Linked DNA regions of Gossypium raimondii: region 2 is linked to region 1. A link is a contact called in public Hi-C data. All regions are on one chromosome and are shown on one strand. Each heading gives the region's core, a stretch centred on a gene start, on an enhancer-like site or on the middle of the called end of the contact. The rest is flanking DNA. Distances are from core to core; before and after follow the strand shown.

Region 1 (6,813 bases), core at 2,198-4,697:
TGAAAAACTACCAATTTTCTGCTGCTGCTTCTAGCTGTACAACCGGAGTTTCATGTAGTTGCGTTCAAACACTAGATAACGATGTCACTTTGTCAAGCCAATAAACTAGCTGCTGCGTTGTAGGCCTAATTTTAGGGCTTTCGTTTAAACAAAGGCAAGCGATTTCAAGAATCCGCAACATTTCCTTATCATGCTGCTTGCCATAGATAAACGGGTCAAAAACCTCACTCTCCTTGTTTTCCATCTTCATGCGAATCACCCAAGAGATCAAATCCCGGGTACCTTTTGGCTTGCACATATCCATGGGCCTTTTCCCGGTCAGAAGCTCCAAAAGCACTACCCCGAAACTGTACACATCACCTTTATAGGTTGCAACTGAAGCTTGTCCGTACTCAGGAGGAATGTAGCCTAATGTCCCTACCAGATCAGTGGTTACATGGGTATCATAGGGAAGTATGAGCCTTGCGAGACCAAAATCGGCCAAGTGAGCTTTAAAATTCTCATCTAAAAGAATGTTACTTGACTTTATATCTCTGTGAAGAATATGAGGTTCACATGACTGGTGCAAATAAGCTAGACCCCTAGCTGCCCCTTGTGCGATTTTCAGCCTTGTTTCCCAACTGAGCAAGGATGGTCCATCAACCTTCTCATGCAACCAATAGTCCAAGCTACCATTCTCCATGTAAGAATATATTAAGAGCCTGTCATTTTTATGCATGCAATATCCTTGTAGATGGACAAGATTTGGATGCTGAGCTCTTGAAAGTGCTTCAACTTCAGCACGGAATTCTCTATCCATCTGGCCACAATCACCAGAAAGCCGTTTAATGGCAACCTTACGACCATCTGGGAGAGTGCCTCTATAAACCAGACCAAAACCACCACAACCGATGATATTTGCTTGGTCAAAATTGTTGGTTGATTCCAAAAGGTCATCAATGCAAAGCTCCTTGTAGGATTCCCAATTTTGGAAGAGCACCACTAGCCTTGAACTGAGTTCTTCTAAATTTTTATCATTGGTGTCAGGCTCCTCTTTCTCGGGATCGACCTCGTTGCGTTTATGTGTACGCAGAACAAACAAATACATAAGGCCAATCAAAAGGGCTGTCCCAAATATGATTCCAACAACCATTCCAATGATGATATCTTTGTTCTTTCTTGATCTTTTTGGAGACACATGTTCACTTGTATTATCTTGACAACTGAACCGATGATCACCACAAAGATTGTTTCCTTCAAAGCTTGAATTCGGGAATGTCTGAAATTGACCTCCAGAAGGAATCTTCCCATAAAGTCGATTGTAGGCAACATTAAAGATAGACAGAAAACTGAGACTTTCCAGTGAAGGTGGTATGGTCCCAGTTAAGTCATTATGTGATAGATCCAGAATCTCCAAGCTGCTCATCTCAGACAAATTTTCCGGAATCGGTCCAGAGAGATTATTGAATTTCAAATCAAAAACAATAAGCTTTTTCAGATTCCCGAACTCAGGCCAAACTGGTCCACTAAGAAAGTTGTGACCAAGTTCAAGTGTTGGTGGAAAACTCCAAATTTGATTATACTGCAATCCCCTCGCACTTTCATTCCTTTTCATGAAAAAAGGGAAATCTGGTGAAGGTTCCTCCAGTGAGATATTTCCATGAATGAGGCTCGGTAATTCAGTTAAACTCTTAGGGATCTCTCCAGTAAACGAATTGTTCGATAAGTCCAAGTAAAACAGATCCCTATAGCTTCCCAACCATGGTGGAAGTGCTCCATTCAGATGGTTCCATGACAAATCCAACAACTGCAATGAAGAAATCTTGCTCAACCATTGGGGAATTGAACCTCTAAGTTGACAGCTTGCAATAACAAGAACCTTCAACTTTTCAAAGTGCAGATTAGGATCATCAGGTAATGTTTCAACAGGGAAATTCAAGGTGAGAACCAAAGCAGTTAGGTTCCTACACTGCTGCAGAATTTGAAGAGCAGAGGAAAGATTATGGAGGCTCGAATTCGAGAGGGAAAGATAAGAGAGGCTATGGAATTGTTTGAAGCTCTCAGGGATTTGGCCACTGAAATTATTGCGGGCAAGGTTGACATCTTGCAATTGTCTGCATAAGGGAAGATTATCAGGCACAGGCCCAGTGAACTTATTGGTAGCCAAATCCAGAGAATTCAAAGTAACCATAGCAGAGCAATTAAGATATATAGAACCCTCCAATGAATTATTCCTCAAATTCAGCAAACTAACGGTTGGAGAATTGGACAGTGAACTGGGAATTCCACCACTAAAGTTATTTGAATTTGCTATAAGATACTGAAATCTCTTTAGCTCACTAAACACATCCGGGATCTCTCCAGAAAAATTATTTGAAGAAATATCTAAACGAACAAGATTAGAGAGATTAGCAATACCAGGACTAAGTTTCCCACCCAAGTTGTTATCTTGAAGCCCCAGACGTCTCAAATTTTGAAGCTGAAAGATGTCTTCAGTCACCACACCAGTGAGTTGATTTGTGCCAAGATACAGTTCCTCCAAGGAAGAACATTTTCCAAGCCCTGGTGAAATATTACCAGAGAAATAGTTCACTGCCAAACTAAGGAACCCAATTCCGGAGGAGTTAACACATATATGGGAAGGAAGGGAACCCTTCAAGGAATTGGCAGAGACGTTAAGACTTCGAATTGAAGGCAGATTGATGCTTTCAGGGATTAGTCCAGAGAAGTCATTATAGCTCAAGTCAAGTTGCTCTAAATTCGGCATATGAAACAAAGAAAGTGGCAATGAATCTTTAAGGAAATTGTGGGAAAGATTGAGAGTTTTAAGCTGATCCAAACCAGACAAAGAATCAGATAATTTGCCTGATAACCTTTTATTGGGCAGTACCAACTTGATTACTCTACCAGCAGACGGAGGATCACAGGTTATGCCTTCCCACTCACAACAATCAGCAGAGGAATTTGTCGTCCAACCTTCAAGTGTTTTTGTCAAATTGTCCATGAAATACCGGAGAGCAGTCCAGTCCTTTTGATTGCATGTCAGGTTTTGAGAGCTGAGAAACTGAGGTTGCAACAACAACCCAAGAATAATAACCATAGCCCAGCAGCCTTGAGCCCCCATATCAACAACAAGAGAGCAGCTTTGTATGCTGAGGACGAGAAACAAGCAAACCCCTTTTACCAAAGAAGAATTTTTCCGATGTGGGTTGAGAGAGGGTGAAAGCTCAAAACAGAAGAGATGAGATGAAGGAAAAGGGAAAGGAAGAGCAAAATGGTGGCTTTGACTTCAACACGGATTTGGCCATACCACGGATTTCAATTGTCAAATGAGTGAAATTGAGATTGCCTTTTGTTTTGCTTCTCTATTCTCATATTGGGGGATTTTTTTATTTATTTAGACTTTAGAGGTTGCTTTGCGCCATTAAAGCCGTTGGCATATGGAAAGCACACAACTATCCGATGGGTTAACCGGTAAACTGTTGGTATCACTGGCGATGGCCGGTCAGCTCACAGATGTCCTTTGGATTTTATAAAGAAAAAAAATCTTTTCTTAACTTTTGACTACTTATTTTTTTATTACAATCTAGTCTGACTTTGTGAATTTCTAAATTAATCAGCTATATTTTTATTATTCAAAATTAAAAAAAACTGAAGGGAAATAAATGAAAAACTTTTATTTACTGAATTCTCTTTGATGTTTAATGTGGATATATCCCTGTTATATGTGTGAATATTAATATTTTAATTGTACAATATAAAAAATTTATTGAAAAAATTCACTTATACTCTTACAAATTAGGATAAGAACAAAATTAAACCTAAAGCAGCCTAATTAAAGGGCAGCAAAGTTTGGTAATCACTAATGACATTTATTAGGAAATAGCCTAAATGCCTCCCAAGAAAACTATATATAGGATGAGAAAATTTCCATGTAAAAATATGCTTAAATGCAAAATTGTTAAGCTATATCAATTGTAGGTCTTTTCCTCATAAATTGCATTTAAACTATCAACTTCATCTTATTTTACTCTAAAACATAATATCATTCAATAAAATGTAACACATAATATACTTTTATAAGATGTTGTACACTTTTACGGTAAAATAAGATAGAACTTATATTTAAGTACCATTTTACCTCCAATAAAATTTTAGGTACCTAAATGAGAAATGTGATATAATTTGGGAACAATTGTATAGTTAGCCTAAAAATATAATTATTAAAATTTATATAAAAATTAAAGATTAGACTATTTAGATAATCTCCTTTTAATGCATTCTTGTTTTGGTCACAATTTTTTGTTGTTAATTTAGTCACTTTAGTTAGATCAATTGTAATTTTAATCTCTCTACCGTTAAAATATCTTTGGCCAACACATGGAATGCTAATGTGGCTAGACGTAATAACAAAGTTAGCTTTTAATATTTTCTATCAATTTGTTCCTAATTCTAAAAATTTAATAAAATTAACCCACAATGTTTATACATTATATCAATTCAATCTTAATTTTAGAAAATCATAAAATTTTAATTAAAAATACATAAAATTTCAAAATTAAAATTTAAAATATTTAAAAATACATAAATAAAACAAAAAAATCAAAATCAAAATTTTAAAATTAAAATCAAAATCAAATTTTCATTAACTAAGAAGTTCCATTAAAAATAAAAGCTTTGTTTATTTTGGAGTTTCATTTTGATTGTTGGAGCCTGCCTGCGGCTTCCTTTTAGAAATTGATAGTGGAGTTTGATTTGGCAAAAGGTCCAAGGCGCAGGTGTGAGTTAAATGTTTAATTGTGGCGTCTATGTGCAGTTGAACTGGATGTAGTTTGGTTAAAATTGAATTAATGGATGGATTTGATTTAATTCAATTAATTAGGTGATGATTAAATTTAATTTAGTTGGAGATCGATTGATGATTTTTAAAATTTTGGTTATAAAATTAATTTGTTTTGAAATAATATAATTAACTGAATTAATCAAAATAACCAAAATAAACAATATATTATATATAATATATTTTTTGAACTATTAAAAGAAATGAACATTAGCAATGTATTTTTTATATGTTTTATACTTATTTTAATCAAAAGACAAAAATATATCAATTTCGATAATTCGATTAACCGAAATATATCAGTTAAATTAATGAATTTGAAAAAATTTTGGTTCAATTAATGGTTAAAAATTTTACATTTGAATAATTTAATTAATAGTGATTCGATTTGGTTAATAATCTAGCCAACCATTTGAACACCCCTAGTGGACAAGGCTCATAAGTTTATCCTATATATGCCCTACAAATATAGTTCCAAATTATTAACTCCAAGCTTAAGTACCTATACTCTTATTTCTAGGAATTTTAAAATCGAATCAATTAAATTAAAACATGAAAACTTGTTATCATATCTTTCGCTTGAAAATGTTTTACTTTAGTTTTCAGATATTCATATTTAAATAGAGAGAAAATTATATCATTAGTCATTAAGTTATGGATAAATTTTTGTTTTAGCTACTTAATTAAAAAAGTTACATTTTAGTCTTTAAATTATTTAAAAGTTTTCATTTAAGTCATTAAACTATTCAAAAGTTTTTATTTAAGTCACTGAACTGTTAAGTTTTTTTTTTTTTAAGTTTCACCAACAAACTCCAAGCAATGATTCGATGATTGGTACGATGAATCAATACCCATCGATGAGTAAAAGAACATACCTTAGATTCAAGTCAGTTTGATGGTCAGTGTTATAAATCGGAGAAAAAACTATTTGAATTTTGGTTCTTAGATTCGTAATGTCCAAAGATGTTTCATGAAAGAAAATTGAACTGTAGAAGAGAAGGGGAAAGGGAGCTTTTGACTTGTGCAAGCAGTATAAACAGAGAAAGCCATATAATATCGATTTTAACAACCAAGTAACTTAAATGAAAACATTTGAATAGTTTAATGACCAAATTATAACTTTTTTTAGTTAAGTGACCAAAATGAAAACTTGCCCATAGTTTAGTGGCTAATGGTGTAATTTACCCTTAAATATAATATGGAAATAATGAATATATATTAATTTGATTGATTAAATTTATAATTTATGTAGTAAAAAGAAGGATTTGTTTACTAAATTTAGGTATATAGTATTTATAGTAGACATTGTAACAAAGTAGAAGGAAGATTATCTCATTCATCTTTTTTTTTATATATATATGAAGTTTAAAATTATTCATAATCTCTTTCAACCTTTAAATAGAAGGACAAATGTACTTTAACATGCTCAAAGCCACGTCTTTCTACATTGACAACAAGATTGATACTAACCGAGTTAAGGTTCAATGAATGTTGATAATATTTATGCTTATGGTGTTGATTATATCTATAACTACTCCTCAGTGTGTTTACAGTAATTTTTTTTTGAAAGGTAAATTCATTAATTCATTCAATGAATGGAACCATACAATTCAGGGAAAAAAATAACAAACATTCGTCATAGATGGGGAAGGACAAACTCCGTCAACACAACAAAGGCTTTAGCCTCAGCATCAATAGAACATTCTGACACATTGACAATTGGCTCTGTCACAACTCAAGCACGACATATCTGGAGTGATTGCAAGCACTAAACATGATAAGAAAATCAACCCCGGATGGTCTAAAGCGGCGAGCAAAAATTGACAAAAGAATCGAGTATTCACCAAACTATAGAGGACGACAACAAAATCATCCCAAAAATCACTTGTAAAACTAAGATTACATGCATAAGTAAGGCTAAAAACCGTGCTACAAGAGCAGCAAAAAAACTTCTGAAATTGAAGACTTATTAAATAATGGAAAAACAAATAAAA
Region 2 (6,915 bases), core at 1,011-3,510, 140 kb after region 1:
AAGCCAAAATTCGACTCAGTTAATTCTTTACATAGTTCAAGATAGGCCTGTGACGGGCTTTAACAAAGACGGCGTTGTGGAAATATGAGTCAAGGTGGAGATTTGTTGAGTATGACTCCTATTTTAGTTAAATTTGAGAAATAATCTTCTAGTTAAACTCTGTTATTTGTTTCAATCAAACTCTGATTAGTCTAGATTATTTTATATTATTCGACCTATGAGTTTAGCCTATAAATAGACTCTTTTACAACCTTAGAAAATACATCCATTAAAGATTAGAACTCATAACACTTTTGGAGAATTTTGTGTTTACGTTTTGAGGGTTCTTTATTTTTTGGGTTTCGGGGTTTAGTTTTTATCTCCATCTTTATACTCTTCATTCTTTTGCCATTATAGTAAAATTATCTTTGTCCGTGGTTTTTTATTCTCTTTGGAGGGGTTTTTCCACGTTAAATTTGTATGCTCAATTTCTAATTTTTACTTGTTCGTTGCTTAATCGGGTCGATCCCCAATTATTTTAGTCTAAATTCAAAATTATTTTTTTCAATTAAATTATATATTATAACAATTAATTTTTATTATAATTATTTAAATAAATTATTTGTAATTGGGTAAACTATTTTTATCATAGTGTTTATATCAGTTCAGAATAAAATTATAATATACTAGAAATTCTATTACACATATGCGTGGAGAAACTATGTATTTAGAATGCAAATTTGTGTTTAAAAATAACATACAACAAATAAAGAAATATATGGTTTGAACTAATTAATCACAATAGCCGATTGAGTCTTAGCTTAATTGACATCAGCATTGTTGCCAGTCTAGGAGGACGTAGGTTCAAGTATGCTAAAGCGCATTATTCTCCTATTTAAGGATTGAGGAAGGACTATGGGTAGTTCTAGGCATTGTATCAAAAAGAGCAGATACGATAAAAACTTATACATTCAAATATGTATATATTTCATGTGTTATTATGATTAATTAGTTTCAAACCATATTTATTCTAAATCTGTGGTTTCCATGTACATACGCATGTAATAGGATTTTTAGTATAACTTATTTTAACTACGTAAGGGTATTTTTGTAATTTTTGACTAAGTTGATGACTAGGTTGAGGTGACACTAATTTAGCGAGGACTTAAATAATAGTATAAATACATAAATTTAGTAGGAGAAAATATTTTACGTTAAAAATTAATTAATTTAAAATTTAATTTATTTATCATTGATTGTAGTGGTAAAAAATTCGTTTATAAATTTATTAAACATGATTTAATACTTAGACAGACCAATTTTAATTTTTATTTAAAAACTATATAAAAATAAAGAAAGATAAAAGATAATAATAAATATTTAAGAAAAGAATATATTAAATATTTTCCAATCGAATTGATATCGAATTATCCTGTAAGATTAGTGGAGTAAGAAGTTTTTTTTAATAATTAAAAATATATATAGTTTGTTTAAAAAAAAAATTGTAATACGTGTTGGACGGCTTCAATTTGGTCCGATTCAAGCAAATGCCACTTGGAGGGAAGCTTGATGAACAATGCCCCCAATGGCAATTCGGTTATTCTCCAAAAGCCGAAACCATATCTAAAGCAAATTGACTTCTTTTGTAAGCCCCCTTTGACTAAGCCCAAACTAATATCTTTCCCCCTTAAACTACGCTTAATTTGGGACCCAAGTTTAGCCACTCAATATCAAAGTGTCAACTCAATCTCATGCCAAATCCCACTATTCTTCTTATTGCTTGGTTTAACTTCACATCCTCAAACTATGGATTATATTTTAATTCATTACTAAATTTTAAAATAGTCTTTAAAGTATCGACAATTATATTAATTAAGTTTGTTCATTAATTTCACATGGAATACGTTTAAAATGCATGAATCATATTATAAATATATGTATACGTATCACATGAGTTAGTTTAGATCTAATATGTTAATGAAAATAATCATTCAATTGACATTTTTATTATTTTTAATATGTCATAGAATAGGGATACACATATTTATAATTTGATCCAGGTCTTAATATTTAAAGCTTAAATTCGCAACTAGTTGGCAAAAAGGTACCATCGATGCTTTAATGAATTAATTATGGATGAATTTAAAACTTAGAAAATAAGTGGAGGATGTTTGTCGGAATTAACCTTATTTTTTGTTTTCTTTTTTGGTAAGTAATATTCATCAATCAAATATTTATGAATCAAATAAAAAAGGAAGGCTCTGTCTTCACGTCTTTTGACCTCTTCCTGAGAGCCCACCCCGCTCCTGTTTTATATCCTTCCATTTTGATTTTCATTTCTCTCTATATTTCCTCTCCATTCAATCACTCCGTTTTCATCGCTCTGGTTTTCGTTTTCTCGTTACCTCTTTTTCTTTATTCTTTATTCTTGTTTCTTTTAGTTTCCTTTTTCTCCCTTTCTGAAATAATTAATAAAAAAGAAATGAACCCCGAGCCACCCAAAGACGTCGTCGTCGATGATAAGAAAATTAATATTTCCAATGGCGACGTTAACGGAACCGTCGTCAAGCTGGATGATCAACTCGGAGCTGGATTCTCTGATGTGGAAATGAAGAAAATCATTAGTGAAAAGAAGGAAGATTGTAGTTTGAATTCTGTTGAAGTGAATAAAATCGGAGAGTCCAACGCTAAGGAGGTTAATCATCAAATTCAAAGCAACGGTACTAATTGCTATAATAACTACATGCCAGCCATCAAGGCTCAAGCTCATTTCCCGAAACCCCAGCCACCGCCACAGCCACAGCCCGAATTGGAACGCTCTCAATCCGTATCCCCGGCCGAAAGCATGCCTAGCATAGGGAAGTACATAAAAGATCGAAGCACCACTCTCTCAGCGGCAATCATAAAACGCTTATCGTCGCTAACAGAGGACGGCCAGGATTTCGTCGTGAAAAACGATTCGTTAAACTTGGAGGTGACGGAGATCAAAATCCCGGGTGTCAAAGTCATAGTGAAGCTGAAAAGCGAAGACGAAAGGTTTGATTTAAAAGGTCGAATAACGTTTTTTTCGCGGTCGAATTGTCGTGACTGCACCGCCGTTCGGAAATGCTTCAGAGAAAAACGGCTACCGTACGTGGAAATAAACATCGACGTGTTCCCCAAAAGAGCCAAGGAGTTGGTGGAAAGAACGGGGAAATCGGAAGTACCTCAGATATTTTTCAACGAGAAGTTATTGGGTGGGTTAGTGACGTTGAATTCGTTGAGAAATAGTGGGGAGTTGGATAAGAGAATGAGGGAATTGTTGAGCCAGAAATGCCCTGACGGAGCTCCTAAAGTACCGGTGTATGGATTCGATGATGATGAAGATGAAGAAGAAGAAGAAGAAAAAGATGAGTTGCTGGGGATTGTGAAGCTTCTGAGACAGAGTTTGCCGATTCAGGACCGTCTGATTAAGATGAAGATCGTCAAGAATTGCTTCGCCGGTGATGATATGTTGGAAGTCATCATTCACCACCTTGACTGCGGCAGGAAAAAGGTATTTCATTTATTTTTCTTTTTTCAATTTTGGTTGCTTATTAATAATAATACTAGGAATTAATTTAATAAAATCGCTATACTTGGTAATAAATAATGAAAATAAGTAACTTATCCTAAAAATCGTGAAATAAATGGAAGAAAAGGAAAATAAATAAGGAAATGGTGATATTTCTAAAAATAGATGTGAAAGATGAAAAATATTAAAAAAAAAAAAAAACACCCTTCCATTCACAGTGATGAAATATAGCGACCTATAATAATTATTAGCATTTTCTTGACCATTAACAATTCGATTTTAAAAAAATATATATGATGAATAAAAACTAGGGGAAAAAACCAACACGTTACACGACACTAATGATGGATTGCACGAAGCAAGGGATGACAGCACTAACCCACCATCATTCAGGGATGATATTTATTGATTAACCCAACCTATTAAGCACTAATTATGGTAGATTAGCTGCAAACCCTAAGTTGTACTTATAGGCTTATATTGTATATACCAATTCTCTCATAATTGGGCTATTATATATGTCACGCGAGTTTTGTTTTGGGACTATTTGTATGATTACAAATTTTATGGAATGTATTTTCTTAATGATTACATACATATAATCTTATTATTAATGAAACATTTTAATTCTATAAGTCGTCACTTTTTTATTTTATAATTAACCTTTTAAAAGAAAAAAAACATGTGTTATCCTGTACCAAATACTTTTCTCGAAAACATTTGTTTCTTTCAAGAATTTGAAGAAGACAATAAACGGGATTATATTCATTAAAAATATGGTAATTATGATGATGGAAAAAAGGTTGTTTTGACTTGAAGGGTACATTATTTTATTGCTACCATGAATAGAGTCATACCATACCATGATGAATAAAATAAAGTTTACGAAACAAAGAAAGTGAATTCTCAAAAGTTGATTAAAAAATCCGACATGTAAAATGTTTTCTTGTTAACTGACATTAACATCTTTACTGTTGAAATTGCACCAACAGTAAATAATTAAATTACTCTTACGTGTTTTATAGGGAATTGAAACTGGAAGGCAGCTGGCCCAGAAGCATTTTATCAAACATGTTTTCGGGTACAAACATTCTCTCCCGCACTGTTTCCAATTTATTCTAGTCGACCCCTAATCATACTTGTGCTTTTGTATATGATACCATTGTTGGTGCAGGGAAAATGATTTTGAAGAAGGAAGACATTTTTATCGTTTCCTTGAGCATGAGCCCTTCATTACAGCATGCTTCAACTTTCGGATCTCAGTCAACGATGGTGAGCCCAAATCCCCATCTTTTCTAGCCGACAAGCTTGCCAGGTTGATGACCGCCATACTCGAAGCATACGCATCAGATGACAGGCATCATGTTGACTATTACAGGATCGGGAAGAGTGAAGAATTCCGCAGGTTTTTTTTCCTTGTTTCCTCCTCTTTCAATTCATTAACAACTCCAATAGATTAAGCATGTAATCCGGTTTTCTAAGCAATGATTTGATGCAGGTACTTAAATTTGACACGAGATCTGCAAAGGGTGGATCTTCAATTACTAAGTCCAGACGAGAGACTAGCCTTCTTCTTGAACTTATATAATGCCATGGCCATCCATGCTGTAATTACCATTGGACATCCTGAAGGAATACTTGATAGAAGAGCTTTTTTCGGTGATTTCCAATATGTAATTGGGGGCTACCCTTACAGCCTCAGCGTTATACAGAATGGGATCCTTAGAAACAATCGAAAGTCACCTTATTCCTTGGTCAGGCCTTTTGGCAATGGTGACAGGCGCTTAAAGGTAACCCCGGCCCCAACTTCATCAATTGTCTTTGCCCTACAGCCTCGTTTTTAACTGGTTTCTTTTTCTTCTTAAAATGATAGTTTGCTCCAGCTAAAGTTAATCCATTGATCCATTTTGGACTATGCAATGGAACAAGGTCAAGCCCCACCGTTAGGTTTTTCACTGCTCAGGGTGTTGAAGGTGAGCTAAGAGGTGCTGCAAGGGAGTACTTCCAGAATGGAGCCATAGAGATCAATCTAGACAAGAGAACTGTTTCTTTAACTAGGATCATCAAGTGGTAAGTTTTCAGTACATACTAATGCCAATTTATGAGTATGTACTTTGAAACTGAGAGGGAAAAGGATGGCCTTGATGCATGCATTGTTTTTCTTTTTGGGGGTTACCTTGAAACAGGTTTAGTGTAGATTTTGGACAAGAGAAAGATGTGCTGAGGTGGGTGATGAATTACCTGGATACAACCAGGGCGGGGCTTTTGACGCATCTTTTGTCTGATGGAGGCCCTATTCACTTCGTGTATCAAGATTATGATTGGGCTGGTAATTTATGAACCCCCCAAACTTTTTTCAGAAGTATAAAATTTATTTTTGGGATGGAATGAAAATTCATTGAAACAAAACAATAGGACGAAGCTGCAATTATAACGGGCAGGAAGAGTCAGGTTTTTTTGTTTCGTAAATATAGATATTTATAATATCTCAGTTTCAGAGGTTAAATGAGGAACTAGGCTCCAGCCTTTCAGCAAAGGCATTAAAGTTAGGAATTATAGATACAGATTTTATATGAATTCAAACAATGTGTTTGGTAGGTGGGAAAACTTGCTTGTCTTGTCCTTTATTTGTTTTTTAATCCTATTGATGGTATGGTGGTGAAAATGAAACATTTGAAAGTTGGAAATCGTTGAAGTGAAACAGTGACGTGTCAATCATTATTGCCAGCCTATCATGTTTACGGGTATCATAAAGATAATTCATTATTTAAGGTGTCATTAATCCACAAATTTTTTTGGTTAAAATAAATATTCAGCAAAAACTAAGAATAAAAAAGTAATTAAATTTTTGGCTAAACAATTTAATTGGCCGCCTAATTTTTAGGATGCTTAAATTTTGGTTATTTAAAATGAAATCTTTACAATTTCATTATGCTCATTTTAGTCACTTTATATTTCTAACAATAGTTGACTGTACACACCATATCATATTTACACTTCATTTTGGTTACTGTAACTTCTAAGTTCTTTTCATTTTGATAACTCAAAAAAATTATTTTTTAAAATATTGATCGAGATAAAAAGACATTAACGATTAAAATGCAAAAGAGGTAAAAAAACATCACTTTGAAACCTTCCTTCCTTGGATAGTTACTGAAGGAAGAAAGTTTCCAAACTTTAATAGCAAATGGCAGAAAAATAGAATATGTTCCATCGATTTGATCTCTCCACATCTCTGGCAAGGCGATACCACACATCATCCTTGCCTAAGTCCCCTTCCCAGTTTGAATCTTTCCCTATTAGCTTCGTTGATCAAGATAGAAATCTTCAGTGCTTCCATCTTTCCCTTTCTAACACTCATCATTGACAAGCCACTTCGACCT

What was found. A called contact is a pair of places that touch in the nucleus more often than the background predicts.
Region 2: a contact with region 1 is called in a Hi-C map of leaf, with 2.2 times the contacts expected there. The contact joins the promoter of LOC105794305 here to the promoter of LOC105794303 in region 1. A contact is called at or near these places in 2 of 2 Hi-C or Micro-C datasets (both in leaf).

What each region holds. Positions count from the first base shown.
Region 1 is chr3:41,582,530-41,589,342 of ASM2569854v1, forward strand. LOC105794303 (phytosulfokine receptor 1) reads right to left here and starts at 3,448. Exons shown (of 1, transcript XM_012623416.2): 1 at 1-3,448. The coding sequence starts at 3,103. The coding sequence ends at 65.
Region 2 is chr3:41,728,405-41,735,319 of ASM2569854v1, forward strand. It overlaps LOC105794305 (hypothetical protein), which reads left to right and starts at 2,261. Exons shown (of 6, transcript XM_012623418.2): 1 at 2,261-3,514; 2 at 4,558-4,613; 3 at 4,707-4,937; 4 at 5,031-5,322; 5 at 5,406-5,602; 6 at 5,719-6,233. The coding sequence starts at 2,462. The coding sequence ends at 5,872.